Regions from separate parts of the Capra hircus genome. Here region 2 is linked to region 1. The links are chromatin contacts, called in public Hi-C maps. All regions are on one chromosome and are shown on one strand. Each heading gives the region's core, a stretch centred on a gene start, on an enhancer-like site or on the middle of the called end of the contact. The rest is flanking DNA. Distances are from core to core; before and after follow the strand shown. Region 1 has its middle 21 kb from the start of ADGRG1. Region 2 overlaps ADGRG1 (adhesion G-protein coupled receptor G1).

The links. Hi-C and Micro-C count contacts between places; a contact is called where the count stands out from the background.
Region 2: a Hi-C map of blood shows a contact between it and region 1, with 3 times the contacts expected there. The contact joins two enhancer-like sites. A contact is called at or near these places in 2 of 5 Hi-C or Micro-C datasets (both in blood).

Annotation. Positions count from the first base shown.
Region 1 is chr18:26,921,568-26,927,070 of ARS1.2, forward strand. No RefSeq gene overlaps it. Among named protein-coding and RNA genes, the nearest start is that of ADGRG1, 21 kb to the right of the region's middle. Within about 2 kb of position 2,729, at least 1 of the 5 cell types and tissues checked has an H3K27ac peak or open chromatin away from gene starts, as enhancers often do.
Region 2 is chr18:26,967,854-26,973,643 of ARS1.2, forward strand. All of the region lies in intron 1 of ADGRG1 (adhesion G-protein coupled receptor G1), which reads left to right. Among named protein-coding and RNA genes, the nearest start is that of ADGRG3, 23 kb to the right of the region's middle. Within about 2 kb of position 2,363, at least 3 of the 5 cell types and tissues checked have an H3K27ac peak or open chromatin away from gene starts, as enhancers often do.

The sequences.
Region 1 (5,503 bases), core at 1,479-3,978:
ATAATGAAAAACTCTCTGAACGGATGGTCACGGAGCCGGATGTCTGGAATCTGGTGATCTCGCAACTTTGAGAAGATAGGCGCCAGTGAGAAAACAGCATGTCATTTGGGAGGTTTGGTCAGTCAAGAGGATCACTGTGATTTTATTCTTTGTTTGCGAGGTTGACGTAATGAGCCATCTTATCAGTGAGACCCCATGAGGGCCCTATCATAGTTGATTTACAGCGTTGTGTTAATTTCTGATGTACAGCAAAGTGGTCCAGTTATACATATGTAAACACCCTTTCTAAAAACTCTTCTCCATCATGGTTTATCAAAGGGTCTTGAATACAGTTCTCTGCACTATACAGTAGGACCTTGTCATTTTTCCATTCTATATTTAATAGATTACATCTGCAACCCCAACCTCCCACTCCATCCCTTCCCAGCCACCTTGCCCTTCTTGTATTTGTCTCTGATAGGCAGTTGGGACGCTTACAGACGGAAAAACATCAGTCGAATTCACAGCTTGAGGCCCCTGGTCTGCCCCTGTCTGTTGTGCCCGGGGCGACAAGTGTGTGCCCGCCAGTCTACAGCTCTTGTTCTCAGAATGGGCCCCTCCCCTTGCTTCTGCTCTTCTCGATCCCAAGTTGCTTTCTGGGGCCAAGGGGAGGGGCGTGATTCAGTTCTGGTTTACCTTTTTCTCGAGGAGGGGGTCCCAACCTACATGGGAAGGGTCTGCTTTATGTCTCCCCTCCCTGGACTGGTCTTCGGCCTTTACTTCTGTCCTGCTCCCTCTGAAGGCCCCCAGACTGAAGCCCAAGTGGGTGGTATCTGTCAATACCTTTCGTACGGAAGTGGCTTTGGTGCTTCTGTCATGTTGTTTACTTCTCTGGGGTGATATTTTCTCCTCAGATTTAGCCTGCTGCTTCCCCGCAATCTTTCTAGCTCTTCAATTAAATTTTTTTTTTAAACTCAACATTTTAAACTGTGTTCAGAGGTAAAAAGAAGTCTGCCACTGCTGAAAACAAAAATCTCAAGATCAGTTTCAGATCTACTGTGTTGGGGGGGTCTGAGGGGACGTTTTGTGTTGGGTCGCATCGGAGAAAATCTTCTCTTTATAAGGATGTCAGTGTCTGCACGCATCCAGCCTACCTCTTGTCTGCACTGTAGTGTACCATGGCCAGGGTGCTAGCATCCTCTGAGACAGAGTGAGCAGAAGTGAGTCAGATACAGCCAGCAGAACTCAGCAAAAGATCAGATGCCTCACGGAGGCAGGAAAGCGGAGCCTGACTCCTCAGTTCCTGGCACGTCTCTCAGTGACCTCACCTCTGCCCACTTGTCCCCAGACTGCCACCGTAAGGACCTCCTGCTGCCTCCTCCGTGGATGGCTGGTGAAATGAGCCTGGTGCTGTTCCTGATGACACGGCTGACTGGGCAGAAGTCGCAGCTCCCTACCATACGAGTTATGCAACCCAGGAAGCTGCCAAACCTCTCCTGGCCTGAGCCAACAGATCTGCAATATGGGATGGGCATAATAGTAACCAGCTTATAGAGTTGATAGGAGAATTGACTAGCCAATAATTGCAATGCCCTTGAGAGAGTGCCTGCAACATAAGAGGCTCTATAAAATCTTTTCAAAATGGGATGAGGTCTCACGCACCTCTCCAGGTCAACTTAATAATAAACACAATATTACTGTAGCATTTGCTCTTTTAATCTCTTGCCACCCTTCAGTTTAGAGGTGAGAAACTGAGGCCCAGAGAGGGCAGGGATTCCACAAAGCAGCCCAGCAGGCCACCATCTCCTTAACCTGGAGAGGCCCACTCAGGGTCCCAGCCCTCCAGCCACACCTCTGCTCCCTCGGACTGGCTGTGTGACTGTGGCCTGGTCTGTTCCCTCTCCGGGCTTTGGTTTCCCCATTGGCAAACCAGGAGGAAAGACCAGTCATCCCTCTGCCTCCAGCTCTATCTGACGAGCGAAGGGTGTTCGAACAAAGCTCCATGGTTTGTTCTGGGAGATTTTGGGGGGGTTGCAATTGCTGAGGTGATTCAAGGATCCAAGCGGGCTGGGAGGATGTGCAGTGGGTCATGAGAGCTGCCTTCCAGGAACCCAGAAGCTTGAGAACTTGCAGCCTCAAACCAGCCGCATCTACCACTTATAACACTTAGGAAGGTGTTACCCAGACACCGACTTGGGTAATAGCTTCCCATGGGTCAGGGTTGGGGGGTGGGGGAAGGGACGGACAACTGACGGGTGAGAATTCACATCAGCTCTCTGGCTGGGGGGCCCCAGGCAGGCACAGGGCCCTACTCAGTCTTGTCTTCCCTGAGCTGGGGCAGGACATCTAGGCCCTGGCTTCTGACTCTGGTTCAAGCCAGTCCCTGTCCCTCTCTGGGCCTCAGTCTCACATCAGTGAAATGGGACCAGAGACAGCACAGATAAGTCTCCAAGGCCCCACATGACCTGACCGTCAGGCAAAAGTGTGACTGTCCCTCCTAGTGTGTGGACTCTAGGGCCTCCACCCAACCCCACCACGGGGGAAAGGCAGCACTGAGTGCCCTGACCGCCTACTGTCTGACCTCTCTGAGCCTCAAGGCTACTCATCTGTGCACGAGGAGAGTGGCAACACCAATGCGACAGGGCTGGGAGGATTCCCTGAGATAATCACCCGGGGCCTGATGCAGCTGTCAGTGCAGAAAGTAATTCCCACTCACCGACATCCCCTGCTGCTGGGCCTCAGGGGCTAGAGGCAGCTCCCCAGCCCTCGCAGGCCCCAGGCCTCCACGCTCAGAGGGAGCCAGACCTGGGAAGAGGCCTTGGCTGTGGTGATTTTGAAGCAGGTGCTACAACCCCCACTCCTGAGGCCTGGGCTCCCACACACTCATATCCTGCCTCCAGGCCAACCCTCAAATTGGTTATCATTTAGTTAGGGCCACCAGCCTGCAGGCAGTTAATTGCGCCTGTCAGCAAAACAGGAAGAACTTTAGCGAGCAATTCATTAATAAAACTGGTGACTCCCAGAGCCGCTTCTTTCAGGAAGGACTGATTTCATTAACCACTTCATCACTCAGGCAAAGGCTGATGATATCAGTGGTTTGAATCCTCCAAGATCCTTGGGGGGGATATAGAATAACTGCTTCTCACTGATAGAGAGTCTGCTCTGTGCCAAGCTGTGTGCTTTGCAAATCCCACCAGATTTGGTCCTTACAATATGAAAGTGTTAGTCGTTCAGTCGTATCTGACTCTTTGCAACCCCACGGACTATGGCCTGCCAGGCTCCTCTGTCTTGAGGATTCTCTAGGCAAGAATACTGAAGTGGGTTGCTGTGCCTTCCTCCAGGGGATCTTCCTGGCTCAAAGATCGAACCCGTGTCTCATATGTTCTGCATTGGCGGGTGGGTTCTTTAAAACTAGAGCCACCTGAATAAGGTACTATTATTATGCCCATTTTACAGGTGGGAAAATTGAGGCTCTGAAAGATGATTCTCTTCTCCAAGGACATGTAACTATTAATAAGTACAAATGGATCCCAGCCTGTCTGATTCCAAAGGTATTTTCTCCTTGAGTGGTCCCGAAAATACATGTTTCCCTTTATGGATGGAAGGTCTCAGAACCTGTGAGCTAAGAAACTGTCGCAGGCTTGCAGGAAGTGGGTATGTGGACTCAGGTCTTTTCCTAAAGCAATTCCACTGTTTCAGTGCAAGAGGAGCCCTTAGGTCCTGAAACACGCAAAGGCTGGCTTGTCCCCCCCGCCACGTGTCCACCCTGCCAGCCACTCTCCTGCCCCCCAAACCACCAGCCTCCATTCTCAAGATCTGGATTCTTCCTCTGCAGCTCACTTCTCTATTCTCTGTCTGCAGCGCTCTCCATAAGAGGCAATTGGAATGGAATTTTAGATGGCACAGGGAAATGAATTTATTTTTTATATTTGTCTTTGGCTGCACTGGGTCTTGGTTGCTTCACGTGGGCTTTCTCTAGTTGTGAATGGGGGCTTCTCTTCATTGCAGTACATGGCCTTCTCTCGGCAGTGGCTTCTCTTGTGGATCACAGGCTCTGGGCATGAGGGCTTAGTAGTTGTGGTGTGTGGGATCAGTAGTTGTAGCTCGCATGTTCTAGAGTACAAGGTTCAGTTGCCTCATGGCACACGGGATCCTCCCAGACTAGGGATCAAACCCATGTCCCTTGCATTGGCAGGAGAATTCTTAACTGGACCACCAGGAAAGTCCCAAGGGAGATCAGGTTTAATATTAGTCTAATGGATAGCTTTTCATTAATTATGGCATGTGACCCTGGTCATTTAACACAGGATACTGTGTTTTCTTTTAAAAGAAATCATTTGAATTAAGTTTAAAAAGATCCATCAATCTAAAATATTAAGTAAAAATTTGGCAGATTTAATTTCTGGACTTGGAAAAAACTGTGAGAACAAACTTGCCTTCTTGAGTGGGGGATACCTAGCCTGGGTAACCCTTGCCCCCTTCTTAACCAAACAGGTCCGGGGAGGTATTTGTCAGTCTCAAGAGAGTAGTCCTTTCCCGGAGGGGAAGTTGGCCTTCTTCCTCAGCCAACAGACTCGTGCTGCAGCGAGGTTATTTATTTCTTTGAAAATGTTATCAGTGTACTACACACACTCACAGTTTAGCATCATGGTTGCCTGGGGTGGAAGTGGCGGGGAGGTTGCCTGCAAAGGAGCATGAAGGAAGTTTCTAGAAAGATGAAAATGCTCTGTATCTTGACTGAGGTGTTTGCTGCACAAGTGGGCACGCCTGTCAAGTAATTGACTTGTACACTTAAAGTGTGGAGATTTTCTGCAGGGAGATAAAGCCGGTTTGAAAACAATAAAAACCAAAGCCACAAGTATTCACTTATATTGGGAACCCCTTGTATTCACTGCTAGTTCTAAATTCTGAGACCTGTGCTTTGCTGTGTGATAGAATATGCTGGTCTCACTGAGCTATTATTTTGGTTGCTCCCACAAATCAGCATTTACAGAGTTCTGCCATGTGCTGATCACAACAAGGGTGTTTAGAAAGTCAGAGAGTTACATTTGGCAAAGGGACATCACAACTGATTGTTGGGAGAATTGGCTCTCCATTTAGAAGGAAATAAAATTAGATCCCTACCTCATACCATATGCACACATACAAACACTCCAGTTAGATTAAAGATGAATGGATTAAATGTTATAAAAAACTATACTGCTAAGTCACTTCAGTCGTGTCCGACTGTGCGACCCCATAGACGGCAGCCCACCAGGCTCCCCCTTCCCTGGGATTCTCCAGGCAAGAACACTGGAGTGGGTTGCCATTTCCTTCTCCAATGCAGGAAAGTGAAAAGTGAAAGTGAAGTCGCTTAGTCATGTCCGACCCTTAGTGACCCCATGGACTGCAGCCGACCAGGCTCCTCCGTCCATGGGATTCTCCAGGCAAGAGTACTGGAGTGGGGTGCCATTGCCTTCTCCAGCGCTTAGTGCTAGTCTTTCCCATTGTATTGTTTTCCTCTATTTCTTTGCATTGATCACTT
Region 2 (5,790 bases), core at 1,113-3,612, 46 kb after region 1:
CTTTCTTTTTCTCTCTCTGCTCCTCCCTCATTCCCTTTCAGTCTCAGCATTCCAAGTGTCTACTGCTTGAGGTGACTGCGGTTGACTTTAATGGCAATCCAGAAACACGGCTGGCACTGCCCCTTTCTCCAAGAGCTGGTGCTGCCGGCCAAAGGGAGGTGCGATGGGGCTGCCATTACCCCAGGTTCCCCCAGGACCTCTGGCCTGGAAGTGTCAAAGATGGTGATGAGTCGCCCTGGGGAACATCACAGCCTAAATGGCTCCTGTAGCCCATCTCCTGCTAGTTAATGGCCTTTGGGACAGCTCAGAGGGGAGGGGAGGGGAGGCAGCTGGAGGCTGGGAGGGAGAATGCTGACAGTTTTCTTATCTGCGTGGTGTCAAGATTTCCGAGCGCTCCTCGTTTCACATTGGTAACAGGTGTTCTGCAAAAAAAAAAAAAAAAAAAAGCTCGCACCATCACACTGGGCTGGGAAACTAAGCCCAACCAAGCTCTGTGGATTTTCTTTCTGCAGGACTTATCAGAGCCTTTGATATGTTAATTCATATGACCAAGTAGGACCTGCAGTATTTCTCTAGCTTGGGAACTAGTGCTTCTTAGGGAGGAACTTCCCTGTCGCTCATATAGTAAAAAATCTGCTTGCAGTACAGGAGACCTGGGTTCGATCCCTGGGTCAGGAAGATCCATCCTCTGGAGAAAGGAATGGCAACCCACTCCAGTGTTCTTGCCTGGAGAATCCCACGGACAGAGGAGCCTGATGGGCTACAGTCCATGAGCTTGCAAAGAGTCAGACATGACTAAGTGACTAAACACACACAGCTTCTTAGGAAGTGCTTGGCAAAGTTACCTCATGGTAAAGTCAGGGAGATAGTTCCAGAGAAGGGAAGGAAGGGGCTCTGGTGACCGTAATGGCTGAAATCACGGGCTTTGAGGTTTGGTGGACTAAAGTCTGAATCCTGGCTTGGCTACTTACTTGCCTGGGCATCACTTAGCCTTTTTGGATTTCCATTTCCTTTTTACGTTGGGGCAATAATAGTATTTGCTTTATAGAGTTAAGGTGGGATTGAACGACCATTTGTGAAAAGTGCCTTGCGCAGTTTTGGGCACCAAGTGAGTGATCGCTAAATGGGAACTGTCATCTCCTGCTCCCCTTCTTGGATTCCAGCTCCCTTTTGCTGTGCCAGCTAGACCTCTGTTTATTCCCACTCGTGGTCTGCTGTTCTGCCAGGCACTGCGAGGCTGGAGTGCAGGGCAGTCGGGGGAGGATGTGGAGGCTGAAGGCCAGTGTATGGTCCGGGACCCCACTGGGGTCTGGTGGGGGCACCTCCTTTGTTTGTCAAGTACATGGCGTTTCTAAGTTAGACCTTTACAGATATGGCACAAGGTTGGCATCCAGGGGGGAGGACCGGTGTGTGCAGAGGTTTGGAGGAGGGAACACTCAAGCCCAGGCTCATCTCTCGTGATGGTGTGCTGGCCTCTGAGGCCTCTTGAGCAAACACTCTGATTGCAGATAAAGCAGGTGGCAGGGTGGGTGGCTCTGGATAACGGGCTCTCGGGGGAACCCGGCGTCCTCTCATCTGCGCAGGTGCCCCTCTCCTGCCCTTCCTCGGTCTCCCCCCAGGGCCGGGGCTCGTCTGGGCATGCGGAGGGAGCCGTGGCCCGGGGACCTGCTGGACAGAAGCCATGGGGCGGCAGGGCCCACGCTGGTGGGGCAGTGCTCCAGAACGTGGGACTCATCCTGGGCAGTGAGCCGGCAAGGCCTTGGCACCCGCCGGCCTCCGGGAGGCAGGCAGCTAGCTTAATTTTTATTCTTTTTAATTGTAGAAAAATTCCTGGAACCTGAAGTCACTCTGTTTTCCCTGGCCAGGCCAGAACACCCTTCCTGGGGGGAGTTCTGTGTGGCCACCTAGCTTGGGCTTCAGTCCCCCAGCCTGTGACTGAGGGCGGGGAGAGACGGGCTCCATGTTTGCAAGCAGTGCCCCCTGGAGCCCCAGGCTCTGCTGAGGGGCTGGGGGCCTGGCTGAGAGTGAGGTATGGTCAGGGGTCCCACCGGGGTCTGGTGGGGGCGCTGCCTTTGTTTGTCGGGTACATGGTGTTTCTAAGTTAGACTGCGTTTATGAGAGTTTGGAAAGGGCTGGTGGAGGGTCCTCTCAGCCCCCCACCCCACCCCCTCTGCTCTGCTCTAACGTCCCTCCTCGCTCCCCTACACACCCGCACACAAGAGCACGCACACCTCATGTGTCCTTCCCTCAAGGACTTCATGCTCACCCACCCCTCTCTTGGCCAAACCCTTCTCTCCTAAGGCCCTCTGTCCAGGGCTGGGGGAGGGGGAGCCAGCATCTCCATGTTGTCCCCCGTCTGTTGTCCCCACCGTCCCCGACCCTGACCAGCAGCTGAAGATGAGGGCTGGAGCTGGGAAGCTGGGCTGGGTCTTCCCACTGCTGGCTCTCCCTGCAGGAGGGCAGGACCAGGCTCACACCTGGAGACCCGCTGGGGCAGGGGCTCCCCTCCCCACACACACCCCTGCTCCCAGCTGTGCTTAAAGGTCCCAGGCACCCTGATAAATGCTAGGTGAGCCACCCAGGACTGTGATTCATCCTCACCACCACTGAGGTGGAGACGAGACGCCACGGGGGAGGCAAGCTGCCCTGGCTCCCGTCCAGAGCGAACCATTTACCACCCAAGTGATCTGGGGCCGGGCCCCACCCACCTCTGACTCTGTAAGACAGGGCCCCTGATGGTATCCCAGCCTTGTAAGCCAGTGGTTCTATGCCCGCAGAGTGTTGGTCAACGGGCTGCCTGGTCAAGCTGGACTCCCAAGCCCCACACCAGACCTGGAGCATCTGCCCCTCACACTCCGTTATTGTTTAGTCACTCAGTGCAGCTCTTTTGGGACCCCACGGACTGTAGCCCACCAAGCTCCTCTGTCCCTGGGATTTCCCAGGGAAGAATACTAGAGTGGGCTGCCATTTCCTTCTCCAGGGAATCTTCCCAACTCAGGGATCCAGCCCGAGGCTCCTGCCCCATCTTCTGTGTGGCAGGTGGGTTCTTTACCGCTAAGCCCCTCACATATATTCTATCACAAAACGTTTATGTATCCCTGACAGTACCCTGTATGTATGTGTGCACGTGTTTTCATCCTAATGCTACTGCTCTCCTGGCAAAAGAAAAAAAAGGAAAAAAAATTGGGAAAAAACCCATCAAGCTCATAGCAGCTACTGGGTAAAAATTCCCCGCTACTTCTGATTTGCTGAATGAAGAAAAAAATCTTTTGTGCTATTTTCAGAGATACTGAATGTCAGTGTGGAGGGATCTGTGATAATGCATTTCAGTGAACTTCCTGGGGTGTTTCTGACCCATCGTGGGTTTGGGCACCTCTGATGTGAACTCCTTGTGGCAAAGGTGGGCATATAGGGTTGAGCATAGGCTGTGGACTGCCCCCTTCCCCACCACATCAGAACACAGAAGTTAATTCTGATGGCAGTTAGGGAAAGCTTCAAGGGGAGGGCGTGTCTTCACTGAGTTTAGGAAGATGAGTTGGGTCATGGAAAGAGGGAGGCGATCCAGGCAAAGAGGCTAGTCGGGGGATGGATAAGCCTGCGGTCCACGCGTGTGTTACTGGCAGGAGAATGCCTGGGGGCCTAGGTCATCTTCCTGGGGAGGCGCCTGCCTGGGAAGGGTTAACCCCAGAGCCACCAAGGTCCTGTCCACTCAACTTCCACCTCTGTCCTCTGAGGAAATGGGTTTTCCAGGGGCCTGGACTGGGCCAGCAGTGACCCGTGGCTCTAAACGGATGGCAGAGGAAGTGAGTCAGGCCTCAGGGGAGAAAGTGAGCCATAAGTCCCCTGCCCATTACCCTCTCCCCCACCGTGAGGATGGGCAGGGCTGGGCCTGCACTGGAGCTGGGGCATCTCCTCCTGGGCCCAGCCAGCTCGAGAGATGGGCAGCCGGGAGTCTTAGCTTAGATGAGCCCTGGCCCCTCTGCTCTGCCTTGATCCCTGGGGACTCTGTGATTGTGGCCCCCATTGTGTCAAACTGGGCCAGATTGTTTTGTTCTCTGCGTGTGTTTACGGAAGGCCCGAGGTCAAGGGCAGCTGCTCTAGAAGGGGCTGGTGGGGGAGGGGCCTCTACTGGGGACTCGGCCCCCTAAATTCTCTCTCCCAGGCTGGAGTTATCTGCACAGCCTGTGGTCTTGGCTGCCACCCACCCACCATTTCTCTCTCCTTTTGTTTGGGGGTCTCCCCAAACCAGAGGAGCAAGAATCTCTAGAAACTATTGGCTCCAGCTCTCCAAGGAGTTCTCTGGAATGACACTGAGGTCCGTGTCTTAGCTCCACCGGTGGGGAAGCTTACAACATCCACTGCCCTAGTCTCAGTTTTCTGATCTGTAAAATGGCAAAACAGCAGGACCAGCCTCACAGGGTGGCTCTGAGGATCTCATGAGAGTGTAGATGGTGCCCCCGTCCAGCCCTCCTTTCCCTCGGAGGCTTCTGGGGACCGGCTCATGTCCGTACTGTGAGGTGGGAAGTTTTCTGGGTGGGGTTTCAGTCTTCCCAGAAAGGAAATTTCATGCTCGAAGAATTTCCGGTTGAGGTGCTTTGGAAGTTGAGCTGGGGCCCACGAGGGGGTGACGTGGAGGCTGAGAGGGAAGATGTAGGAGTGGGGACCGGTGACGGGCCCAGGGGGCTGGGTGAGGGGCAGGCGTGAGCTGGTCAGGAAGGATGCAGAGGCACTGAGCCAACACCTATGGCACCTGCCTTGAGCGTGTTCCTGCTCTAAATCCTCTATAGATACCAATTCATCTAATTCTCACAATGACCTTCGCGATAGTCTTGATTTTTACACCTATTTACAGATGACAAAAGTGAGGCCCAGAGAAGGTGAGTAACTAGTCCAGAGACACATGGCCATTGAGTAGAGGAATTGATATTTAAACCCAGTCTGGCTCCAGAGTCTACTCTACTAAGGATGGGTTAAAGGAAACCAGGCAGTCCCTCCCCCTCAAATTCCAAGAAAGTCTCTAAGGCTAGAGTTGTTCACCCTGGAGTGGCTGTTCAAGCAACCAGGGTAGAGTGGGGATGACCAGGAGTGTCAGAGCATGCCTTGACCCCTGTCTGTTGGAATCATGGCATTTCACAAATGCAGCCTCACTTGTATCCCTCTGGTGATGGGAACCTCATTCCCTCTTTTCTGCTTTTTTGTTCTCGAAGAGATCAGCCCAGGAAGATAAATGAAAACAGATGACTCTGCCCTGTCCTAGGCACTGTTTACTGATAGTAGTAATTCACTTTTTTTTTTTTTTGGTAACTCACTTTTAAAGTCAGTGGGCCAGAGAGATACTTGGATTCTAGCCAGCTCCATCCTTGCTTGCTGTGTAAGGTCAGGAAATCACTGGCCCTCTCTGGGCTTTGAATGCAAATACCATAATGAAGAACTGGGGCCATATTTGCAAAGTGATCTGTGAACTCTGAGTTCGCAGGTATAAAACGAAAGTCAAATAGGGGTTAGGGAGTTGCCTGGAGGAGATGTGGTTTGTATTGGGGATCAGGTATAGACAGTGATAGGGACTGGCAGAAAGGAGGAGGAAAGAGAAGGGGTCCAGCAGAGGCATACTTCTGTCCCCAGATGCTGGGTTTCCCTCCACTGTTCTAGAGCGACAGTTTCAAAAGGAGTCCAAATGGGAGACACTGCTTTAGAAAGATCCTCGGTGTTCTCCTTACTTCAAGTAATAAATCCTTCACTCCCCCTAAAAATAAAAAACAAAAACACCAAAACCCAAAAGGAACCAAAATG